Linked DNA regions of Delphinus delphis: region 1 is linked to region 2. The links are chromatin contacts, called in public Hi-C maps. All regions are on one chromosome and are shown on one strand. The core of a region is the stretch at or near the end of the contact, and the rest is flanking DNA. Distances in the headings are between cores, read along the strand shown. Region 1 holds the start of SH3YL1 (SH3 and SYLF domain containing 1). Region 2 holds the start of TMEM18 (transmembrane protein 18).

The links. A called contact is a pair of places that touch in the nucleus more often than the background predicts.
Region 1: a contact with region 2 is called in a Hi-C map of lung, with 3 times the contacts expected there. The contact joins the promoter of SH3YL1 here to the promoter of TMEM18 in region 2. A contact is called at or near these places in 2 of 3 Hi-C or Micro-C datasets (lung and muscle).

What each region holds. Positions count from the first base shown.
Region 1 is chr12:89,683,927-89,689,475 of mDelDel1.2, forward strand. It overlaps SH3YL1 (SH3 and SYLF domain containing 1), which reads left to right and starts at 2,075. Exons shown (of 10, transcript XM_060027178.1): 1 at 2,075-2,165. The coding sequence starts at 2,165. It overlaps ACP1 (acid phosphatase 1), which reads right to left and starts at 1,383. Exons shown (of 6, transcript XM_060027177.1): 1 at 1,263-1,383. The coding sequence starts at 1,305.
Region 2 is chr12:89,412,767-89,418,522 of mDelDel1.2, forward strand. It overlaps TMEM18 (transmembrane protein 18), which reads left to right and starts at 4,182. Exons shown (of 5, transcript XM_060027175.1): 1 at 4,182-4,393; 2 at 5,301-5,418. The coding sequence starts at 4,337.

The sequences.
Region 1 (5,549 bases), core at 825-3,324, 270 kb after region 2:
TAAATCTAGCTATAATCTCAGGAGGCTATCAAGTTAATTATAATAAAATCTGTGTGAGGAAAGGTGTCTATAAAGGGTCATGGGAACAACTACCTCTACCTAGACGATCTGGAAAAAGTAAAGAAGGGAATACTTGGGTCTGCCCTTTTAGAAAGGCTTTCCAGGCAAAATGCAAAATGGGTTCCCAGAAAGAAGCACACAACGGAAGGCACACTGAGCATCTGAAGTCCTGGGGAACAGGGAGTCCCCAGGGTGTGTGGGTAGGAAACGGTAAACGGGGTAAAGTGGGAAACGCTGAGCACACTTCTGTGGCCTTCTTTAAGGGTGCACCTAAAGAGGAGTGGAAGGAAATGCAGGAAATGCAGACTCATCAGAAGGTTTTAAGTCACTGGACTATTGACCATATGGGCCGTCCTCTCTGGGGAATTAAGGCGATGGGGTGGAAGCACTGAGGTGCCCTATCAAAGGAAAAATCCTGAAAGCTAAAGGGAAAGTGAACTCTATTTTAAGTAAGGGAGGCTCACTGTTGAAGTCCTAAAAATGAAAATAATTCTGAGCTGGAAGTTACCTGAAGAATTAAAAATAAAAAATACCTTCATTTTCATGTAGAGGAATATTGGCACATGGGGCTGTTACACAGCGACCTAGGGAATCAGATCTCTCTGGTTTGGCTTTTACAACCAAGAAATCCTGAACCTTTGCCCTTCCCCTGCCTTTAGGTCAGATCCATTTGTGAGCATGGGCCGAGGCAACATGCCAGCAAACCAGTGTTGTCATGGGTTTCGGCGCATCAGGAGGCCCTTAAAGGACAGATCAGCCCAGTGGCCTCGAGTCTGTCTGATGAAGGGGAAAAAGGGATTCTAGGCAAGTGCAATGCCAGGAACCCTGGCTTGGAGTACAGGTGCTGCAGGTGAGACGGGAACCGGACTTGGAGAAAGGACTGTACAGAAGCTAGAGGTCCAGGCTTGCATAGAGGGCTTCGGCAGGTGACAGGGGATCCGACTCGGAGACAGGACTGAACAGGAGACCCCGCTTGGAGAGAGAACCGGGCACGTCAAGGACACCCCGCCTGCAGAGCTGCCCAGGCAACGGCGCCGACCCATGCCACCCTCGGGTCTCCCCTCTCCGGCCTCCTCCGCATCACCGTTCCTGGTCCAGCGGCGCGGTCCAGCGGCGCAGCCCAGCGGCGCAGCCCAGAGCGCACGAAGCCCTTCCCAGCCCTCCAGGAAAGTCAAAGTGGGGCTAGATCAGCGCTGTCTCACCCAGACACACGAACAGCACTGACTTGGTCGCCTGTTCGGCCATCTTCCCGCGCTCAGAGAGGCGCCCACTAATCACGTAGGCACGTTTCTGGCGCGGCGCATGCGCGCCCGCGTAGTCCTGCCCCGGCCCCACCCGGAGTGAGAGTGCAGTCTCGCGCTTGCGCAGTCTGGCCCCAGAGCCTCCCGCGGGAGGCGGCGCCGAGAGCCACCCCGAGGGCGGGGGGTGGGGCGCGGGGAGGGGAGGGATGGGGCGGGACCAAGAGCCACCTGGAAGGGGAGGGGCCCAATGGGGGAGAGCTGGGGTCACGCGCCTCTGCTGAGTGACCACCCGAGGGCAGGAGAGGGCGTAGCCCCGAGTCCCGGGGTTTTGGGGGCCACAGACTGAAGCCAGAGAGACGGGGCCTGATGGGTCCCCGAGTGTCCTCGGAGAGTAGGGAGTCAGTCCTGGGATTCAGGTGAGCGCCCGTCACCTGGGCCGCGCGGCCGAAGGTGAGGCCCGCGATCAGGGGCTGGGCGGGGTCCGCAAGGGCACCTCCTGGTACCCCGAGACCCCCGCCCCCAGTGCCCGGGTCGGAACCGCTGCGCAAGGTCCGCTCTGCGGCGGGACGGCCGCTGGGCTGCCCAGTTGTCGAAGCTGGGCTGCTTCAGCAGCCGCCCTGGGACCGGTGAGGGCGAGCGCACACCTCCCTTAGCTGCAGTTTTTATCCTGCGAATATGTGTAAAGTAGGTGCTTTGCCCCGGAAAAGCGGGTGTTTACCTGCTCCCTCACCTGTCTCAGGTGTGCACCTCGCTAGACCGGTCCCTGCCCTGGGAGGCGGAGCCGAGCGGGGAGGGCCTCTCCTCTTCCTGGGTAGGTGTCGGCAGCTCCAGGGGCGCCGGAACGGACCAGGCTCGGGGTCGCAAGTGAGTACGGGTGTCGGTGACGCCGCTGAACCTCACCTGGAATCGGGACCACCCCTTGCGCTATACAAAAGTTTTGCTGAGGAGTGTAAATCTTTGGTGAAAGAGGTAGAAACGATGTCTTTGGGATTTTTTTGCTGTTGCGCATCTATTAACACTCAGTTATCCCACAACTGTTAAAAGTTAAGAGGAACCAGCTCCCTGGACTCTCCACAAATGCGGTTGTGATTCAGGTTTGGCCCCAGTTGATTCAGTTCACAGAATGGCTCTTCTCGTTTTTAATTTTAGCGATTGTCATTCACTTCATTTGTAAATATCTAATATTTGAAAAGCCAAGTATTAGGCACTATCTTTTTTCGCTGCCGTCTGTTTTAGTGGGGGACACTCTGGACCTTTGTTGGACGGTTTGGGTTCAGCCTGGGCCTGGCTCGCGCAGCCGGAGGCAGAAAGCTGCCATTGTTTCCGGGCTCCCCAGGTGTAAGTGCCGGGCCCTCCGCACCTCACCTGGCCCTGCCTGTGATCAGCCACAGTTCCGGGGAACCTCTTGGGGCAGAGTGGCCGCCTCCCTGGTGCTGTGAGCGCTGGACCTTGGATCTCTTTCCTTTACTGTGGTGGTTTTTCCTTGTGTAATGAAATAGGAAACTGCTCTGAACAGGTAGATGACCATGAGATAATGAGATTTACCCTGCTAGCTGGAAATGTGTTATTTTCACTTCATCTCAACAAACAGTTCTGTGTCGCCACTGCTGCTGCTGAGGCTGAGTTGGAGAGAATGACACAGACAGGGGAACCCTGCCCACAGAGAGTAGGAATCTGATGGCCCCAGAATGTTCTACCAAAGGGGAGGAGGTTTTCAGGTTTTCTTTTGTATACGACACATGCGTGTCCTGCATTTTTGTCCTCATGAGAGTTTTTATTGAGGTGTGGGAGATGCCTGAATTAATAATGGGTTAGTCAGAAACGCTGCACACACGCACCTCAGAGAAATAACAAGTCTCCATGGTGCCGTTTAGTTCTTTGTGTGGTCTGCTATTGGCATACCTGCGCAGTGACCAGCTGGAGGTTAAAATCAGTTGTTACTTCCATCCTGTTTATCATGCATAAACTAAGGAGAATTGGTTATTTGGTTTACAAATATTCTATTTAAACAGAGTTTCTTTAAAATGAGTTAATACTATCCCTCATCTTTTGTAAGATTAAAAAAATATTTAAAAGAAATCTGTGCTCATCAAGAGTGATTTGATGCTTTTATTCCATTTAGGAAGTTTTCTCAGGGGCTTTCTCACTGTTTAGAAAGAAAGATATGGTGGTTGGAAAGAGAACGCTGACAAGCGAAGGGGATGTTGCTGCCGTGACGCTGAGTGACCGGTGGTCACAGACGTCTTTCTACAAGTTGCCTTATGTGCAAGTGTGTCACGATAAGACATCATCCTGTGCAGTTTGAGACCTAAACACACGGAATTTTTATTTTCTTTGGGAGGAGTCCATTTTTCACAGTCACTGACCAGGTTAATGTGGCCTGTGTAGTCCTTCTCTGAGCCAGGATCACTCTTCAGTTTGAGAAAAGGTAACATGGTATAAGTCGAGGGGCTCCTTATGCTGGAAGTTATGGTTCTTGTCACTCCATAGTCTCTGTCCCCTGTTTGAATCCTGTGGTCAGGGGAACAAGAAAAGAGGCACAGGCCACGGTAATGTTTGGGGCTCAAATCATTAGTTTAGTTTGAAGTTTGGATTAGAAGGTTAATGACCTGACCAGAGAGACCAGTTTTGATTTCTAGAACTGACAGACTTTGTCTCCTTAAGACAAAGGAAGCAGTTAAACCCAGGCCACAGAGAGATAAGAATTAGTTTAAGAAACAGTGGTGTCCACCTAAAGGGGTGGGATAGGGAGGATGGGAGGGAGACAGAGGGAGGGGATATGGGGATGTATCTATATGTATAGCTGATTCACTTTGTTATACAGCAGAAACTAACACACCATTGTAAAGCAATTATACTCCAATAAAGATGTTAAAAAAAAAAGAAAGAAACAATGGCCATAGTTATCAGGTGGTAGTGTCCGAGATGATAACGTCCTAATAAAGCTAAACTCAATATTTCAACGGCTTTCAAAAGATTACATAGATATATAAGGTTTCTTTTATTTTAGCTAAGGTTTATAGCCAAGATAAAAATTAATAAAAAATTTCCTATAGGTAGCCCTCTCATAATTGAGACTCCATTAAGGAAAATAATATATTAGATGCTTGTTGACCAGAGGGAAAGTTTGGGAAGCGCTGAAGTCTGAAAACGCTGAGGTGTTGGGAGGGGCCTTTCCTCCCCCTGCTTCCCTTCTAGACTGCAGGGCTGGGCCGGAGACTAGCCACTTTTACCACCCGGGTGGCAGCTTACTCCAAATAGTTTCTGATGTCACTGTGGCCCCCAGTCACCCCAGCCCCGAGTTTACTGCCCCATGACCAATATGGGAATTATTTCTACATCTTAAGCTCATTTCAAGCTTTTGAGGTTTCCAAAGTAAAAATTTTCTCCTCAGTATTAAAAAAAAAATCCTCTTAATTAAAAAAAAAAAAGTCTTAGTATGGAAATTTTCAAATATTTCAGTTACTTTTGAAAGAAAACTTTACATCTGTTTTCTTGGCTTGAGGTTTGGCATCCATCCTTCTCTTAGGAAGAAACTCAAATATTTATAGATGATTTGCTTTGCCTTGGAATTCAAGAGACTTAAGAATTTTATGCATGTTGAGATGCAAACCATGACTTAATAATGACCTTGTCTTCACAACTTCAGCACTATAATCATATCAACATTCTGAACAGACCGTGCCCCTCTGCCGAATGGTACAGCAGAGGAAAAGTGGATGAGCCATGATTTGATGCTGAGGACAGGAATTGAGGCTTGTCTCGAAATCGTTGTTATTACTTGTTGGCTCTGATGGAAAAATTCACCATTATACAACTATGACCTGGCAGTATGCTCATATTAGAAATGTAATAGGATCTGTACTAGCCAAACAAATTAGCCAGGTTCTTCTGGAATTCAGCTGAATGTGAAGGTGTCCTCACCGTGGCCATGTGACACCCAGCTCGCAGTGACGCAGGGCTGTGTCTAGCACTCAGGCTTAGGGATTGAGCTTTGTGGTCTGCAGGCATCCCGGGCTGCGTGTGAATTCCCCAGTCCAGTAGCTTTCCTTCCCATGTTTATAAAAGAGGCTCTGACCTTCCCTACACAGGATGTTTGCAATAGCAACTCTCAACTGTGGAATTTGCTTATTTAACTGGTTTAATTCTGCCTGGTTGATGGAGTTCAAAGTAGAAAGTCTTTTGGGGGAAGGTTTACGTATCATTTACTGAGCTTTAGTTGCACGGGCCAGAACATCTGCTCCAAAT
Region 2 (5,756 bases), core at 2,932-5,431:
CACTGGCTGTCATGCTAGGCAGTGTATTTACTTCCCTGAGTCTCAGTTTCCTCACTGCAGAGTGAATCCATAACGTCCATCCCCTCAGTGGTTTAGGAGCATTTAAGTAATAGGTCGACATAGAGGTTTCTGCTTCTGGAGCGGTCAGCTACACCCCATCATGTCAACCTCTTTCAGACGAGGAAGGCTGTGGCCTGTGAAGCGGGACTGAAGTCAGTTAAGAGGCCCCAGAAGGAGGGCAGTTTTGAGATGATGCAGGTGTCAGCAGCTTTCGGCAGGAACGAGCTCTCTGCAGGAGGCCCCTTCTGTCTTGTCACTAAACTTAGACCAGCCACCCCCATGCTCTGCTTGTCTCCGACCCAAGCACACCTTTCAAATCTCTTGGTCACACAAAGCCTTGCCTAACCTTGTTTCCTTCCGTAGATCAAGGAAGTAAAGATGAAGAATAAGTAATTAACAGATGACCAGATCTTTCCCCAGCTTCCCCTTTCAGGAATCTTGTGAACAAACTGTGAACAAGAGAGCAACTAAAGAGCGAGCCACGGAGTCGACAGCCTGCACACAGTGGGGGATTGCGATGAGTCTGATCTCCTACCTCCACGATTTAACTGAGATTACGTCCCCTCTCTCCCTTTAAAAGCTTGCATGGCCGGGCAGAATCTTTGGGGTTGGTTTTGGGGATACCCAGTCCACCTTCTCCCCAGATTGTTGGCTTTCTGATTAAAAGCAATGTTTCCCATTTCCACCAAAACTTACCTTTTGAAGACTGAGTTCTGAGCAGCAGGCAGCTGGACCTGAGTTCCGTAACACAGGTATCATACCCTCGGGGAGGGGAGGACATATATTACTCCCTCCCTAAGATAGTGGCAATTGAAACCTACAAACCTGAGCTCCTCCTGAGGTTTCCTTCTTTTTTCCCATCCACTGTGTTCAGAACCCCTTCCTCCCACTTGCTGTGTCCGCTCCTCCTGAGGTTTCCTTCTTTTTTTCCCATCCACCGTGTTCAGAACCCCTTCCTCCCACTTGCTGTGTCTGCTCCTCCTGAGGTTTCCTTCTTTTTTTCCCATCCATCGTGTTCAGAACCCCTTCTTCCCACTTGCTGTGTCCGCTCCTCCTGAGGTTTCCTTCTTTCTTTCCCATCCACCGTGTTCAGAACCCCTTCCTCCCACTTGCTGTGTCCATTTCCGGAGCAGGCACCCTTGGGTGTGGCAGCTATCTGTTACACAGGCTGTGGGTTAACTGCGTCCCCCAAAGGTATGTTCAAGCTCTAGTGCCCGTGAATGGGAGCCTATTGGAAACAGGGCTTTGCAGATGTGATCAAGCTAGGATGAGGCTCTACTGGAGGAGGGTGGACCCTGATAAGTGACCGGTGCCCTGATGAGAAGAGAAGGTGGAGGCGCATGTGACAGTGGAATGTAGGGCTTGCCACCCTCCGTGGGAAGCTGAAAAGGCAGCAGGGACCTTGCCCCCCTCCTTCAGAGGGAGTTTGGCCCCGCTGCCCCTGGGGCTTTGGACCTCCGGCCTCCAGACTGAGAGGGGCTGTCTCCTGCTGTTTTAAGCCCCCTGTCGGGTGTTCCGTCAGCGCAGCCACAGGAAAGAACACAGTGCTGGCTATGCAGCAGGTTGGGCCCCGGAGACGCCCACCGTCCAGGTTCAGTCTGCAGGCGCCCTGGGGTGTGAGGTGTGACTCGTATGCTGCTGGACGGTCCAGGGCTTCCCGGCTTCACCCCTTGGCCCTTCCTGCAGAATGGCGGAGGGCACGATTTGCTGGGCCAGAAACCCCCCTTTACAGCTGGAGCCGCCTTGCAAAGGCCAAAGCAAACGGTTTTCTGGTTACAATGACTCTAAGACTCGTATAAAATCGAGCCCTTGTTGGGTGTCTCTGATCTGATGGCATCTACCCCAGTCCCTGCCTTTGTAGACCCACATCAGTGACACATGCAAAGGCCAAAGCCCACCTGGCTGAGCCCAGGTCTGCAAACCATCACAGTCAAAACACCTGCTTGCCCCACCTAGGAGCCCACGGCTGACCTGAGTCCACAGCCGGCCCGAGGAGTCCCCAGCCTGGCAGCCCCAATTGTGACACATGAAGGTACAATTGTGACACATGATTTAAACCCTCAACTTCCATTTAAAAAATTCTCAGTATGTCCAGGCAATGCACAAAATGTTGTGAGATTGACAAAGGTCAATAAACACATCGTCTCCTATGTCTGAGACAGAAACATAAATCCATGGAAACAGCACATGGCGATGTGCCCTGTAATCCATGTAGTTACAAACTCCTCCAAGAGCCCTGAGGTCAGGAGACACTAACAGAACAGTGAAAATATAAATCGAAGATGAGATATTAATTTGTTGTATTTTATCTATAAAGCTTTTATTATCCATAATTACGGACTTTTCACAAGCACATTTCTAAATGACTATAATTTTGTAAAGGCAATCTGTGAAAAAAAGAGTCATAAATAACAGATTTGGCTATTCCATAATTCTCAGAAGAAAAGTATTTCTCCACCTAAAATTAAATGGTATAAATTAAAACCTCTCAATTCAACAACTATGAATATATGAAAATGCATTTGTTGCAAACAACTTTACCTAATTTATGTTTTTAAAGCTGTCTGTGTCTGCGGTGTAAGGACTGGACTGTGGGAGAGTGAGGCCAGGAGGACAGAGCCGTCTTATCCAGCGAGGGATGGGCAGGGCGGGGGCGCGATGGGTGGCGGCCGCCATAGAGACCTCCCCACCCTGGAAGCCGGAGTTGCCAAGTATGGAGTTTCTGGAAAGCTCCTCAGGCAGCAAGGAAGAGAAACCCTGGTGCAGCCTGGCTCACATGTTTGGGTTCAATCCTGGCTTGATTCCCCCAGTCAGGGAGGCCACCTGCCAAGAGCTCACTTTCTCCCTCCCCCCTGCCGCTCTGCAGGTGCCAAGTACCCTCAAGGTGGCGACAGGCTGCAGTCCTTTTCCTCACACCCTCCCCCAGGTCCACCCAGAGAACGGGGTCCGTCTCTTCACCTGACTGAGTGCCTGCGAACCAGGGGCTTCCCTGTTAGTCCGCAGACACAGGGCAGGATGCCAAGTATTGATTCCATTAATTCTGTGTCTTGAATCAACAGAGAATTCAGGATTCCCTGATTGGTGTGAAAATAAAGGGAACCTCATTGAAGATGGAAACGGGAAGCAGAAGGGGATACGCTCAGGCAGGTACCACTCCGGCCCTCTGCAGACCCGACAGAAGGAACGTCCCTACTCAAGACCGGCAGGGGAGGGAAGATTTTCTCCCCGCCTGGCAACAGCCCAGCCAATGAGAGACTGTCACCACTCATCCAATGAGAAACCACCACTGCCCAGCCAATAGGAACCCCTCAGCACCCTTTACTCTCACTTTCCTCCAATGGACTTTCCTTCAAAGCAGCTCTTTCCACTTCCCCCTTTTTCTTTATAAAATGACACGCTCCTGTCCTTTGTTTGCCCAACTTGCCTGTGGTTTTGTCTTAGATTATATGTCCCAAGCTGCAATTCCTTTCTATTCCGGAACAAAGCCATTTAGCTGGTAAAACTACTGGCCGTTTTGTTTTTAAGGTCCATGTGAGCTAGAAGCAATCAGCACCCACTTCTGGAGCTGACGGTAGAGTGAGCATCTGGAGACCCTGATTTCTCAGAGGGGCAGGGGCACTGTCCCCTCTGTCCCACTCCATCCACCGACGTCCAGGTCACTGTCCCCCTCCGTGCAGGGCACTGTGCCCCTCTCTCTCTGGGGTACAGGTCACTGTCCCCTTCTGTCTCCCGGAGTCCAGGTCACTGTCCCCCGTTTTCCCCAGTGTCCAGGTCAATTCCCTCTCTGTCCCCCGCCCGAGTCCAGGACACTGTCCCTTTCTGTCCCCGGGATCCAGGTCACTCTCCCCTATGTTCCTAGGGGTCCAGGTCACTCTCCTGAGCGATACCCCCACGCCCCCAGCCCTAGGCGTTGCGCGGGGAGGAGGCGGGGACGCCCACTAGCCCCCAGTCCTCCGAGCTGCCACTTATGAGAGCCCGCCACATAGGAAGAACTAAAACGTCCCTCTCGCAGCAGCTCGGGGGGGGAAAAAACAACGCTGGAAGCTACTCGTAATTCCCTTATGTTTATTTTAACACCACGGAATCTCGCGAGATTTGAACCTGGTACCGGGAACTGGAGATATCGCGAGATGGCAGGTTGCCTGCCGCTTCCGGATACAGCAGGCATCGCGATAAGTGGAGATAACGCGAGAGGACACCAGAGGACTTCTTGACCTATCCGGGCGGGGCGGGGAAGACGAAAAGGTGGTGGTGAAGCAGGGCCTTTCCGGAGGCGATGCCGTCTGCATTCTCAGTCAGCAAGTTCCCCGTCAGCATCCCCGCCGTGATCACGGTAAGTCGTTGCCTCCTTGGCCGTCAGTTCGGTCGCTGTCGGCTGGGGCCTCTCCAAATTTCCCAGCCTCCGCCGGGGACGCCGGCGGCGCCGGACGGGAGGCGTGGGTGGGGGGTGCAGGGGCGGGGCCTGTACCTGGGTGGGCGCGGCGTGGCGTGGCGGTGGGGCCGGGGCGTCGGGGCGGGACGAGATTGGAGGACCTTCAGGCTGGCGGGATGCTGAGGTGCGGGGCGGTCGGGGGTCGGGGGTTTGCGGGGAGAGCTGGGGCCTCGTGGCGGCGAGGAGCGGGGAGGTGGGCCGTCCTGGGCTGGGATGGGGGGTCCGGGTGGCGTGGACCCGCTGTGGGCAGAGTGGCAGGGCGCGGGCCGCTCCCCCAGCACCCGTGCCCCCGGGGGACCTGAGCCCCAAGGAGGGGGTCCGAGTTCAGGGGTGCGGACGAGCCCACCTCTAGAGTTGAGCGGACGTGCGGTCGCAGCACTGTCTGGAGGGCAGGGTGTGTGTCAGAAAGGCGGGAGAAAACCACATCTTGCCAGTTTGGGTGGCCCAGGTTTCTGAGGCTTTAATCACTGCTCTGAGGAACTGGTAGCTTTGCCTCTGGGGGCGACCGAGTGCAACCAGGCACCGCTTTCTCATCTCCCCGTGGGGGAGGGTCTTTAGATTCTCCCAGCTTGAAGTGCAGGTCTGTTCGACAGGTAGGAAAGCCTTCAGTCCTGTGTGGAGGGACAGCCAGGCACGGCCGGGTGACAGTCCCTGGACGTGGGTGCAGTGGGGATCCCTGCTCCCCCTCCCCTCCCCGTGTCCTGTGAGGCTTGGCGGGCGCTCGGGACGGGCTCAGAGGAGAGGCAGTGTGAAGCCTGGTCCAGTGCACGTGGGCCCTGACGAGGTTCTGCTGTGTGTCCTCCAGCAGACGGACTGGACGGAGCCCTGGCTCGTGGGGCTGGCTGCCTTCCACGTGCTCTGCCTGCTGCTCACCTGCTTCTCATCGCGGAGGTACAAGCTACAGGTGGGGCACTTCCTGTGCCTGGGTGAGTACAGTTCTGCGGCTCGGATCGCTGTGCGCTGCGGCAGCGCGGGTGCCTGTTCTCTCTGTAGCCTCAGTGATATGTGAATATATATGTAAGGCCTCCCAACTCTCCTGCCTCGTGTTCTGCTTTGATCGCTTGTGGGTACTATAAAGATAAGGTACGTTTTGGATATTGGATTTCAAAGGCGTCTCAAGCACGTGTTGTGTTCCCGGGAGGGTGCTGAATACCAGTTACACAAACGAGAGCTGGGTTTGCGGAAACGCGGACTCTGTACAAGAGGCTCCTCTGGGGGCTTAGCTGCCCTGCCTGCTCTGGGAGGGAGTGCAAACCAGGAAGGA